Regions from separate parts of the Sus scrofa genome. Here region 2 is linked to region 1. A link is a contact called in public HiChIP or PLAC-seq data. All regions are on one chromosome and are shown on one strand. Each heading gives the region's core, a stretch centred on a gene start, on an enhancer-like site or on the middle of the called end of the contact. The rest is flanking DNA. Distances are from core to core; before and after follow the strand shown. Region 1 overlaps LOC110260408 (a long non-coding RNA gene). Region 2 has its middle 89 kb from the start of PRDM1.

The links. HiChIP or PLAC-seq counts read pairs in DNA pulled down with a chosen protein or histone mark.
Region 2: a contact with region 1 is called in an H3K27ac HiChIP or PLAC-seq map of alveolar macrophages. The contact joins two enhancer-like sites. A contact is called at or near these places in 2 of 47 Hi-C or Micro-C datasets (both in skeletal muscle) and 2 of 2 datasets of contacts at active chromatin or transcription factors (alveolar macrophages and skeletal muscle).

What each region holds. Positions count from the first base shown.
Region 1 is chr1:72,083,270-72,090,199 of Sscrofa11.1, reverse strand. LOC110260408 (a long non-coding RNA gene) reads left to right here. Exons shown (of 8, transcript XR_002343654.1): 6 at 2,353-2,432; 7 at 3,801-3,849; 8 at 4,350-4,434. Among named protein-coding and RNA genes, the nearest start is that of PRDM1, 220 kb to the left of the region's middle. Within about 2 kb of position 3,514, at least 4 of the 83 cell types and tissues checked have an H3K27ac peak or open chromatin away from gene starts, as enhancers often do. A contact at or near this core is called in alveolar macrophages and skeletal muscle, where this site is marked.
Region 2 is chr1:72,216,607-72,223,536 of Sscrofa11.1, reverse strand. No RefSeq gene overlaps it. Among named protein-coding and RNA genes, the nearest start is that of PRDM1, 89 kb to the left of the region's middle. Within about 2 kb of position 3,511, at least 57 of the 83 cell types and tissues checked have an H3K27ac peak or open chromatin away from gene starts, as enhancers often do. A contact at or near this core is called in alveolar macrophages and skeletal muscle, where this site is marked.

The sequences.
Region 1 (6,930 bases), core at 2,265-4,764:
TGAAGGAAAGTTAATCCTGTGTCTCTGAAAATCTTGTTGCTCTGAAAATCTTGTTGCTCAGAATAAACGGTCTTAAGTGTCAAGGTCCAGTGGACGCTCTTTTAATTATTTTCAGCTCCTTTTACTCCTCCTGGGTCATATTCATTCACTAATGTTTTGATTCTCTTGTAATTTTCTTTGTTTTAAAATCACTTTTGGTGTTGCTGTTATACTTCCTTGAATAATGTATTCATATTGGATTCTTGGATGGTAAGATTTATTAGTCCTTGCATGTTTAAAAATGTCTTTATTGACCCTTAATTGGTAATTTATTTGTCTTTTTAGAGACAAATAAATTCCCTTAGAAAATTCAAGGCCTTGCTTCTCATTCTAGCATTTAATGTGGTGATGAGAAGTCTGATGTCAGTCTGATTCTCATTTTGTTGTTGTTGTTGTTGTTTAGAGGTAATCCATTTACTTTCTTTGGGACCCAGTAGAATTTTCTCTTTAAACAATTTTGAAACTTCACAGTCTTATATGGAAGAGTAGATCTTTTTAATATTTTATCACTTCCCTCATTTGTAAAGCCCTTTCATTCTCAGGACATGTGATTGTCCTCATCTTGGTGAAATTTATTTGATTTTTTTTTGCTTTATTATTTACTATGTGTATATTCTTTCCCTTAAATGGAAAAGGGACTCCTTAGATGTATCTTCCTACTCATGACCTTTTCTCTCATATCTAGCTCTTTTAACTTTTTTTTTTTTTTTTTTTTGCTCTAAGTGCTGGAATAATGTCTGAACTGACTATCTGGAATACCAATTTAGTCTTTGCTCACCTAATTTACTCTTTAGTTTCTACCTGTTTTATTTTGACAATCATATTTGTTATTTTATGAAGCTCTACAATGTTTTCTAACTGCTCCTTTTTTTAAAGTGGCCCTGACATTAAATGTCCAACTGCCAATCACTGTTTCAAAAAGTTCTCCTTGGTTCTTTAAACGATCTCTCTTTCTTCTGGGGTCAGTTTTTGTTTGTTTATCTTGGTCTTTGTCTTTCTATTACTCATTTTCTTTTTTTTTTCTATTGCTCATTTTCCACCCATGGTTGCTAATTCGTATTCATAAATAAATCAATTTAGTGTTGACTAATATGGCTATGCAGTTGGTTAGGGTTTTCTCTGCATTAGATTATCATTTATTGCAATTTTGAAAGGAAAAGTTTTTCCCCTTATATTTTCTAAGCAGTAATTTTCTAAAGTATATAGGAATCTTATAAATTTTTTTTACAGTTATCATGAATCCAGCCAATTTTCTAAACTACCTTCTTACTTTTATTACTTTCCCATTGATTTCTTTTTTCTTTTTATTAAGGTATAATTGATTTACAGTGTTGTGCCAATTTCTGCTGTACAGCAAAGTGACTCAGTCATATATATGTATACATTTTAAAATCATTATTTATATATTTTAGGCAAGAAATAGATTTATTAAGATAGGATGCTTGTGAGAGATGCAGGTGGGCAGGCATGGAAGCTTTCTCTATACATTTTTGTTTGTTTGTTTGTCTTTTTGCCTTTTCTAGGGCCACTCCCGCGGCACATGGAGGTTCCCAGGCTAGGGGTCCAATCAGAGCTGCAGCCGCTGACCTACACCAGAGCCACAGCAACGCGGGATCCGAGCCGTGTCTTCAACCTACACCACAGGTCACAGCAACGCCGGATCTCTAACCCACTGAGCAAGGCCAGCGACCGAACCCACAACCTCATGGTTCCTAGTCAGATTCATTAACTTCTGTGCCACGAAAGGAACTCCTATTTAAAAAAATATATTTTTTTCCATTATGGTCTATCCCAGGAGATTGGATGTACACTCTCCAGTTATTATTAGGACCTTATTGCTTATGCATTCTAAATGTAATAATTTGCGCTATTAACCCCAAACTCCCAGTCCATCTCACTCCCTTCCCCCTCCGCCTTGGCAACTACAAGTCTGTTCTCTATGTCCTGTTGATTTTCTTAGTAAATTATCATTTTGTCTTCAATTCATAATTTTCTTCTTTCTAGCAGTTTTACTTTTTATTCCTGTTTCATCTTATTGTTTTGATAATTAAGTGCCCATGTTTGAGGTTCTGTGGTTTGTGCAATATACCTAATAAAATGAAATAATAAATTATAATAATTTTATAATATCTGTCACTGTAATGTCAATCTTAGTTGTATAAGAACAGACACAACAGAACAAATGAGGTGCCAGCTGCTTCAAGGCATATAAGTAGCAAAGATTCAGATTGGGTATTCTCCATTGAATTTTCTTTTTGGGTAGGGTTGATACACAAATAGGCCACAACAGAGTTTTCTTTGTTTCTTTTTTAGACTCTGACTGCCAGAAAATTTAGGAAGATTTTGCAATGGGAATCTAGAACGGATCCTTTCTATCTCTGGAGACTAGTCAGGTATTTTCTCTAGTAGCTACTCATAGTCCTCCCCAAATATTAAATGAATTAACGTGCTCCCATAATCACTGTGGAATAATTTACCTCTATTAAATCTCCACCGGAGTTAGTAGATGGAGTTGAAATCCTACTCTATCAAATAGTTATAGCAAACAAAAGCAAAATGAACCAAACAAAAACCCCCAGCAGCAATTACACAAATCCAGATTTCAATGAAGTATAAATCTGATCTTTTACTTTATAAACAGGTTACAGGTTTGATTATTCATATTTAATATCCAAGCTGTGCTTTCTTTGGTTCCAAACCACCAGGAAAAACATATACTGCTTATTTCATAAGATAAATTCTTTGTATACAATATCTCACTATTTGTAACTGTATCTATTACTATAAAATATAAAAGTAGGTATACTTCTTATTTGGCAGATGGGAAAATACAGTTTCACTGAAGAATATAGCCAGTCAGGCAGAGTTTGAGGATTAGAATTAGTTTCCCATTTTTCCTAGTCCTGACATGAACTATAAAAAAACATGGAATTGGATTTCTTTTTTCACTTTGTCTACCAAGAATTTCATCTGGAGCTTGATTTGCATAATTGTGAGAGCTTCAGCTGGCAATTACGCTTTCCCTATTCCTTTTGCCTCGACATTCTATTCTTATATGTATTATTTTTGCCTCTGAATTTCTAAGATGATTTATATGTAAAAGTTTTGGTTCGGGGGTTGCTTTTAAGTCATTTCAACTCTGCTGGGTGATTCTAAAGGGAAGAGAAGGAAGAGAATACGCTGTGAGGAAAATGAAGGTAAGAGAGGGGAGAGGAATGGAAGAGAGCTGGGGAAGTGGAGTTCACGTGAAGATTTTATCTTCAAGGAGGATTTTCCGGTTTTTGGTTAGGAATTGGCTGTGGTCCAGCATGGCTTTGGAACAACTTCTCTCCCTCCTCCTCTTCTCTCTTCTCTCCCCTTCTCTTGCCTTTCCTCCTTCAAATCCAGCAGAGGCAGACCGTCAGCATGGCTGCTCACTATTATCATTAGAGTATCTATTCTCCCTTATTTGGCAGGAGGAGAATCCCTCAGAGGCCCAAAGAGCAATGTATTGTTCACACGATTCAATGACCAAGGGAGCCCTTGGTGAAGGAGGAAGGAAACTTGCTGTGTCAGAACTCTTGGTTCTACTAGTGCTGGGAATATTTCTTGCCTTTTCTTTTTGGGGTTTGGGTCTGTCATTCCTCATCTGCCCTCACACGTCACGTACACATGAATCTGTGTCATCCAGTGCAGTCTGCATGGCACCTCCCCCCCGCCCCCCCCCCAAGAAGCCAGCTGAACTTATTGCTCTTGTCACTCCTGCGTTTGTTACTCTGCAGGCCAGCTGGATTGTCAGACTTGCCCATGAAGCATGTCAGTTTCTTGCCTGTGAGTACATTAACCCCATCTGAAAAAAAAAGTGCTTCAAGAGTTGATTACCAAGGATCTGCTTATTCAATAACTCAACAAGGGAAAAGTAAATGGCTTTAAAATGTGATGTTATCAAAGGGTCTAATCATGCTTATTACTTGCCGCTACTACATGATCAGCTCCTCTTTCTTTCTTTCTTTCTTTTTTTTTTTTTTTTGCTAAAGTTGATGACACTAAATGCATCTGTAATCAATCCATTTTTTTATCATTTTCTTTAAAGCTTTAAAAAATAAGTCAAATGAAAAACGTGATACCCTTTGCAATTGCATTGTACTATCACAGCTTAAGCTCTATGGGGAGAACCTTCCTTCTCCAACTTTTGCAACACTTAATTGTTCTTATCTGTCACATTTGACCCAAAGACACTCCTGCCACCCCCACAATATAACAGTCGAAAGAGAAGATTAACATTATTGTTATCTTAAGTCCATTGCAATGACCTCCTGGTTTCTACATAGGAACTCACCTTGCAGACTTTCTACCCTGCCCTGCTTACCTGGGTATATGGACACCAGAGCTGATGCTGGAAACATCAGGCCAAACTAGGTCTTTGGAAATAACTCTGCTAAGGACCTGCGCATGTGCAGGACTGTGTGCTGAGACAGTGGCTGGAGTCACTGATGGTGCCAGGACCTGCAAAGAGGCCAGTCCCTCGAAGATGTCCCCCAGTGCAGCTGGCCATGCTGGAAAGGAAAATGGATCAAAACATTCTTCCTACCACCATCTCTCTTTGGTTTTGTGCTGGTTGTTGTTCCGAGGGGCAGACCTCCTGCTGGCCAAGTCACAGAGATGGAGGCGGGTTTCCCAGGCCTCGATTCGGCACAAAGTCTGTTTCTGATTTCTGGTAGGGCTCCTCACCACCTGTTCCAGGCTGCAGCTGCTGTTGTTTTATTTTGTGTTACAGAGCTTATTACTATTGTTGGTTCATCATTACATAATGTTTTATTTATATTCACAAAAACTTCATGCCATGTTGTTGTTCTTTTGAATAGAATGCAGATTTCTTGGGGCTCCACAGATGCATGGAAACCTCTGGATCCCCTGGAGAGGCAAGTTCTGAATTAGGAGAAGGGACCAGTGATAATTCTGCTTTCCCTTCAAAGAGGGGCACAGCATGGGCATTGATCAAGTCAAGCTTCATCATAATCCTCTTTAAAGATGAGTGATGTTGAAAACTTGAAGGGAGTCTGAAAAATACAAACTAGTGAAATCCAGAATATATTTGCTAGTGTCCATGGATATAGGGAATTTTGTGTTGTGTAAAGAATAAGCTGTTTTAAAACTGACATTGCCTGCTCCTTCCTTTTGGCCTGAGAGTACTCAGGCAATAATCGCCCAGCCATCTTTTTGGTAGGAAAAAAACCACTTCTTTATAGACTTGCCTCGAAAGTTGTAAGCCATAGTTCCTCAATATATCATTGATTAGGAGGCCCTGAAAGGCTTATCTTGTGTTTTAATGTGAGAAAATAAAGCTCCCTGCCTCCCACACTGCTCTCACTTTTATCAAAAGGTATAAAGAGTTACACCTTTGTAATCTGTAACTCTTGAAGGTCCCGGACAGCATTTGGGTCCTGCTTCTAATTGCTGTCACTCTAGGACTCGTGTGTAGGACAGGATAGGGGCATGACACTGACAAGAGACAGTCAAGTCTTCTCATCAAGTCTTTACATTATTTGAGCAAAGGTCAAGGCAAAACTGAGGTCTGCATCAGGAAGCCTCACCTTAGAGTTTTCTTGGCTTAGAATGGTATCTGTATACCTCCCCTCTTGCCAGGTGTGTTCTAGGCACCAAGGGTACACAGTAGCGGTCAAATATTTAATAGAGTTTCCAGTGTGGTGTTCTACCTTTGCCTGCCTAGTTGAGAGGTTCATTGTAATCAGAAGTAGGTGTGCAGCTGAGGTCTAGCAGCCTGTCCTAAGGCATAGAAAACTCAAGGGGCTTTTAGGGGGATGCTGGGGGTGCTGCTCCCCCAGGGTCACTGGATGTGAGCAGACTGTGGTCACCAGCCACTTTGCATCTATTGGCAGTTTTCTTTCTAACCAAGCCAGCAACTCTCTTTCCTGTCATTTCCTTGTGGACTGGGGGCCATTTATTGGGAAGATATCGGCTCATATTTCAACTAAATGTAAAGACCTATTCACATCTAATAAGAGTTACCATAGTGCCCATGAAATGCCAGGCACTGGGCTAGAAGCTTTTTATTATCTCTAATCCCCACAATGATCTTGAAAGCCAGAGCATGTCCTCTAGTTTCACAGATGATAAGGCGAAGGCTCAGATGTGCCACCAAATATGGGCAGTGTCAGAGGATAAATAACCAAAGGAACAGAATCTCAATCCAGGTCTTAAGGCAAAGCCTGCCACTCTTCTGCTCTAGAACATTCTGTGCCTCTCGTCATCCTCATGCCATGCATTTACCAGCTGAACTGGGGAGCTCAAACTTCTTTTCCAATATTTGGAATTAAAAAGAAGAAAACTTGATAATATCCTAACATGGGCTAAAACACAGAAACAAGCAAATAAACAAGTCAGCTTCTTATGTTTGGATTTTAGGCTAAAGATAATAAGCTTAAAAAAAAAAAAAAAAGAAAAAAAAGCAAAACAGTGGCGTACCCATTGTGGCATAGAGGAAACAAATCCGACTAGGAAGCTTGAGGCTGCAGGTTTGATCCCTGGCCTCACTCAGTGGGTTAAGGATCTGGAGTTGCAGTGAGCTGTGGTGTAGGCCACAGATGCAGCTCGGATCTGGTGTGGCTGTGGCTGTGGCGTAGGCCAGCAGCCATAGTTCTGATTCGACCCCTAGCCTGGAAACCTCCATGTGCCTCGAGTGTGGCCCTAAAAAGCAAAAACAAACAAACAAACAAAGATAATAAGCTTGCTTCCCTTGAGAAAAAGCATCTGGAAAAGAAAGGGAACTTAGACAAGCATAATAGACGACATGGATTTGACCATTAAAATTTGTGCATGTAGCTGCTGATATCACTAGAAGACACTTTCTAATGTCCTAATTGAATGGATTTCCAGTCAGGCCTATGTATT
Region 2 (6,930 bases), core at 2,262-4,761, 130 kb before region 1:
TGTTAGAAACTTCATTGTGCCTCTTAATTAAGGAACCAAGTCTAGTTGGCTGATGGACAAAAAAAAAAAAAAAAAAAAAGTTTAATTCAAAGGGAGACGTAATACTGTGAAAGCAACCAAACCATTTTTCACGCAAGGCTTTCAATGGGAGCAGAGCTTCTCAAATCATCTGCATCGTGTATCTACTGTGCATTTTATTATTTTTCCCACTTGTGTCTTTCCTATTACCGTTACTGCTAGAGGGTCTACTTAGCCAATTCCCTTCTGAAACGCTCTTCCCGTCCTGGTCCTGCACAAGGGTAGCCTCAGCAATAACCGTTGAGGAGAAACACCTCAGACTTTTGTTTCCCCGCCTCCCGTTTGGAAATTTTGTTTTTCGTTTCTATATATATCAAAATATTTAAAACTTTTTAAAGACGCTTTTTTCTTAGAAGGCTCTGCTGCAAAAGGAAAAAAGAAACCACCCCCCTATCCGACCATCTCCTCAAGTGCCCACACTGCTGAGTTCACGTGCCCAGCCGGGTTATCAAGGGGAGAGGCAGTCGGTGGCTCACTGACCCCCTAAGAGAAATGACAACACAGGGTAGGTGCCTCCTGATGGCACCTGCCCAGACCCTCTTCCTCTCAAGGCTAACCTATAGACGCGCCTCGAACGGAGGACCTAAACGAACGTGGGTAGGGGGTTAAGGGAAGGAGGAAGAGACTGGGCAGGAAGCTCGGATTGTTACTCCGCAGCGTTTGAATTTGACTCATCTTTCTGGCTTTCAAAACCGGGAAGAGGGAAGTGCGCGGCTGCGGAGGAGTTAGGCGGCGAGCTCGGTGGGAGAAAAAGCGCACTCTAATCCTCTCGACAAGGGGCCCTCTTCTCTCCTGGCCAAAAAATAAAAATAAAAATAATTTAAAAATCAATAACAATAATCAAGCTTTAGGTATGCTCCGAGGTCTAAGGAGGCTCCTTAAACCTGCCCACTGTGTCACCCGACTGGCGGACTGCGTGACCCGGCACCCGGACGCGGGAGTGCGTCCCCCAGGCACCCTCCGACACGCGCGCTGCAATTGACCAGTGTATACACCGGTCATCCGAGCCGCGAAATCTGCTAGGAGAAAGCTACCCTTAGGAAGTTCTGAGGCTTGTGACCTCAGGGGCATCCGGGAAAGGATTTCTCTGGAAACTTGTCCCGGAGACCCGCAGACCTCGAGACAAAATGACAACTCAACCTATGTCAAGAGTCCTCTGGACCTGATTCAGGACTCCAAATTCTTTCCTTCTCATCTCGTCCAAAGGAACACAACATTTCTTATTCCCTCACCCCCCTTTTTGAAGGGGGAGTGACTCTAGAGGAAGAAGCTCGAGCACAAGAGGAAAGGTGCCTAATTGAGAAGCTATCTCCGCGCGGCGTCAGGTCCCTGCTCATCTTCCAACGGAAGCTTCGCTGCGGGCTTTTTTTTTTTTTCTTTTTAATTACGCAATTTTAGGCTCATGTAATCCAATCGAGAGCCGATAGTTGCACACACGCTGAGCTCCGTAGAATTCACCGTGGAAATTGCTCCTTCAACAGTGACCCCGGGGGGAGAGCCTGTCCCGAGCGAGATCCCAACTTTAGCCGCATCTTACCTGGACCCCCCGGCCTCCTACGCCGTCTCCGGTGGACAGTCCACTCTCAACAGCGTCCACCGCAGGCCGGCTGAGAGCCGCAAGCCCGGAGCCACTCCCGATCCTAGGCCACCCCCCTACCCCCCCGCCACAATCCCAAAGCCTTTTAAAACTTTGGGCGAAGATTTTCTGTGACTGGAGAGTAAAAACGCTCCTTCCCTGGTTCAACTAACGCAGCTATCCTTGCTCCCCTTCACATTTCATAAATTCGGCAACTACAACAATCCAAAAATAAACTGTATCCGACTCTGGGTTTCATTTACCCTTACAAGTTGGTGACACGGGAACTCTATTCTTCAAACAAACCGTACGAATCAATCCTATCGTCCCTCTTTCCAAACCGTTTTAAAATACCGACGAATGAATGCAGGAGAGTTACCTATCAGCACTGCCGGGGTTTCAGATTAAGCAGGGATCCAAAGAGCAAAACCCCAAATCACCACACTTCTTACTAACACTGGGCGTGAGTGTCTTCACTAAAATCCTGGCCCAAATATTTTTTGCCACTGTAGTCTTGATTCTTGGAAAATCTATTTCCTAAAATCGCAAACGTAACATTTTAAAGACCTTTCAACGTCGCCCTCGGCATGGCAATCAAAACCCGCACACCTGCGCAGTTCAGCCAGCTCCTGAAGACGTCGTGCAGGAAACCCAGCTATTTTCCGAGTGGCATCTTCTCTGCTCGCCTAGATAAATCTAGAAAACAAGCAACTTCAATGAATGCAAGCTAATCTTTCCCAGGAGAAATGGCGAGGCAGCTACAATCAGTCTCTGATTACACAAACATACCTAGGGGCAGGTTGGAGTGTGAAGGAGGACTTGGGGGTGGGGGTTGCCTACTCAGAGGTGGATTAAACCAGTTCTCCTATTGTTATTGACTTCAGGAAAGCTAACTTTTGTTTCGCGGTGAATATTGGGGGTAAAAACCGTGAAGCTACAGTTAAGCCTCCCAGAATTCTTGGAAAGGACAAAACTATCCATCAGGACTCCGGTTCCTTTAAATTGTTCTTTAAATCTGAGTTGAGCATAAAGATTCCAGTGGAGAAAATATTCAAAGTCATTTGAAATACTGTAAAAGAAGGGCTGAGCTCTGACTCAATCTGATGTTTTTCAGAGACTCACAGGTTCCCCACTCTCAAATGAGTAAATGTGGCGACCACAGACTCCTCGGGAGCATGTTGGGGCCCAAAGACTTCAGACTCTTTCTAATCATCACTATACTCCTCTGCTTTGGAGGAAGGAGCTAGCCCCTTTCTCAGCAAACAAACCAGAGAGAACTGAGGCCAAAGTCCTTCCTGGGCCGACCTGGAGACTTACACCTAAAAGGAAGTGCTCTTTCCAGCATTAAGTAGGTAGCTAGCGTCTGATGAAAGGGATTGTGCACAGTGTCCGGGAACCCCGAGTTCGGGACGTCGGATTCTCCACATCTACAGGGCGGGGGGTGGGAAGGAGGACCTAAACCTGAAAGAGGTGCAAAGCCCTCTTTACACTGTGTTTAGTCTGTAGCAGCCTGAATGACAACTTTCATTGACAGAAAAGCGCTTCCCCGGCCCAGTCGGCGCGCGCGGCACGGCCCCGCTGGGATTGGGCGGCCGCTCGTCACGTGACGGGAGGACGTCCTGAAGACCCGCCCTCACCCCCAGCGCGCGTTCCGCAACAGCAGCCAGGCCCCTAGCCCACTTTCACTTTCTGCACTGGGATTTACACACGAGCGTTGGCGTGGGGTGGAGGGTTAAAAAGGATTTTGAGGTCACCCGTACAAAAAGTTGGCATTCTGAAGAAATAAGGATTGCACTGCTTGGGGGGGAGGGGCCGCTGACCCCCAAGTCTATTCCCAGGAAGGAGAGGGGCCAGGAACCGGTGTTTCCTGCCTTTCCAGGGTAAAACTGAGCTGACGGATACACGCAAAGTTCTGCGAATTACTAGGACGCCCCGCGTCCCAATCAAAAGTAGCAAGTCAGAGCTTCGTCTTTTGAGTGCTGACTTGGTAACTTGGTTTTGATGAGGAAAGTCTTCCTTGTAGTTTATTAGGTTTGATTAAGTAAAGGACCACCAATGGTAGCTTGTTATGCAACCTAAGAAGCAGCACTGGTTTAAAAAACACACTGATGATGGCTGCCATCTCACTTCTAATCCGTGGGTGACTTGACTGGAATCAGTTTAGCAAAAGTGTTGGGAGAGAGCTCTGCACTGGCTGAGGAATGACCTTGTGAAGTCTGTAAAACCTAGGCCTGGCTGACTACCCAATGTGAGTGCTGGGACGCTTACCTCCTATTATCACTTATTGTCTATGACTACAGCTAGTTACCCTCTATTAGGTTAAAAATATTCTCCCCAGAGTCCTAAGTCATAAGTTCACCTTAAGAAAGAAAGTATTTCAGGAGTTCCCTTGCAGCATAGCTAGTTAAGGATCTCACGTTGTCACTGCAGCAGTTTGGGTCACGCTATGGCTCTCGTTCAGTCTCTGGCAAGAACTTCCACATGCCTGGCAGGGCAAAAAAAGATTTAAAAAAAAAGAAGAAGAAAAGAAAAAGGATTTCAGAATATTGAAAACAGTTACATTATCACTAACACACTGTGGAAACCATTCTCTGATCAACTAATATGGGTTTAGCCCATTCCTTTGTTCATATTTGTGAAACAAAGTTATTATACCTAACAGGTATTTGTAAATGTCTGACCTGCTATGTCCTGGGTGTAGCAGCAACCTGTGAAGCAGTCAAACCGTCTCACATAGAGTGCTTTCCCAGTGCCCATCTGTAACTGGTCAAGATAAGTTGCAGCTAATAATTGAATCTGGAAAGAGGAAAGATTTTTTTCCCTCTCTCTTTTAAGATGACTCCACCACTTGATAGCAAAGTGATATTTAGCAAGTTGCTCAACTCAGTCCTGTTTTGTTGTTTTATTGTCTGTTCCTGTCACAGGGCAAGGAGAAACCAAGTAAAGCTTTTCCTTTTTCTTTTTTTTAGGTAAAGCTTGAACAATTGCCTGGCGTAAAGTAAATGCTCAATAAATTATTATTATTACTATTATTGAAGTGAAACAATTTCCACTTCCTCCTGCTTGTAATTTTAGGTGACAATATAGTGTTATCCCTTCTTCTATGCTTTATACTCATATAGAGGTTTGACGGGGTAGAAGGGAAAGCTCATAAAGCAATTTGTTTCAATCGTTTGCTGTGATAGTCACTTCCACTAACTAATTACATATCATTTTGAAAGTATTTCCTCAAATTTGTTTTGAATATATAATATTGCCTTTGAATTTCTTTAACTTCCCCCTTACACTTTTACAAAATGAGAGGGTATGTTCTTTGTATTATACCAGTACTTATTCCACCACCAAACATGGTCACTTTTGAGAGGTAAGGGATTATCATTTCCTCTGGGCAGTTAGCTGAAAATCTCCTAACAAAAAGTCAAGTCTGGAGCAAAAGTCAATTAAATAATAACAGAAATCACATTCTCTTTGCTATCTGGGAGAAGAAAATCAGATATTTACATAGGTTTGGAAAATTATGAAACAGCTGTGTTTTAATTCCTGCTGTTTTTGGAAGTAAATGTGGATGTTTGAGAGGAAAGTTGTTTTTCTTTTAAAATTAATGTAATTTTCACTAAGGAGAAAGAATATCTGTCATCTAAACCTCTCTCCTGAGCTCCAAATTTTCCGCAAATGACACTGGGGCCACTAGGTACAGATATGTATGGAGTGACTCACCCCACACCCTGCTCCTTCCTTCTCCATAGTCTAGACCTCACCGAGTTCAACCTCCTAGTTGCCCAGGATACAAATGCAGAGTCTTTTTTGTTTTGTTTGTTTGTATAAGCAGTTAGCTTTTATGTATTTTTTTCTTCGTTTATTTATTTATTTAATTTGAAATGTTTAAATTATAGTCGATCTACAATGTTCTGTCAATTTCTACTATAAAGCAAAATGACCCAGTTATACATTTACATATATTCTTTTTTCACATCATCATTTTTGAATCTACTCTTCTCTCTCCCTCTGCTTTACGTCAGTTATCAAGTCCTACCTGATTTAACCTCCTAGTTATGGCTCAGGTCCCCTCCCTTCTTTTCTCGTTTCTACGGCTCTTACATAGGACTTTCCTCTTATGCTGTAGCTCAGTTGCTGCTGCAGCCTCTTAACTCTAAGACTCTGCCATTATCATTTCCTTCAAATCCTTTCCCTGAGCAATTTATCTAAAAAGCAGATCTGAATGTGCCACTCACCTTTAATGGCTTCCCCTTACTTACCAGATAAAAATCTCAGCTCTTCACCACAGCACGTCTCTGCACACCACTCCAGCTTCACCTCTCTCCACTTCCTATCCTGACTTCACATTTCAGCCACACTTGATTCATTCATTTAACACTACTGTGTGCCAGCCCCTGACCTAGGCACTTAGCATACCTTGGGAAACAAAACTAAGATCTTTGCCCTCGTGGAGTTTCTGTGGAAGGAGGTGACAGTAGACAAACATGATATGCATGGGGGAGTGTGATTTTAGGCTGCTCAATTGGTTTTTTTTTGAAAAGGTGACATTAGTGCAAAGACACGAAAGGAGGTGAGACAGTGAGCTACATAGATAAATAGAGGAAGAAAATCCAGGCAGGGGGAACAGCCAGTGGAAAGCCCTAAGGTGGGAGGGTGCTCAGCACAACCAGGAAGAGGAGCCAGCAAAGGAAGCAGTAGGGGCTAAGGTCAGAAAGAAGACAGGATGAGCATGTGTGATTTTGGACAGGTTCTTATCAGCTGTTGTAATAAGTTGGAGACTCACTTGGCATTTAGTGGGAAGCCAACTTCATGGAGTCACCTCCACAAGCCATAGTGTCTAGACGTTGTGTCTCTAATTATATGTTCCCTTTGGATTGTACCCCTCACTCCATTTGAGTTGCTCCTGTCATTCCTTTGGATTGTCTCTGGTATGTGTTTGCCTTGTGCCTTACAAGACTGTGATCATAAGGAAGGATTTTGGTTTATTCATCTTTGTATCTCCAGTGCTCATAGCAGACATGCACCAATGAATGGATGATAAGTTTTTTTTCTTATTAAACCATTTTTTATCGAAGCATATAGTTGATTTACAATGTTGTGTTAGTTTCAAGTGTACAGAATAGTGATTCAGTTATATATATGAACCATTCTTTTGCAGATTCTTTTCCATTATAGGTTGTATTGAATATAGTTATATTGAATGTAGTTCCCTGTGCTATACAGTGGGTCCTTGTTATTTCTACAATGTTTGTTTAAAGAGTGCCTGCATATGTCAGGTG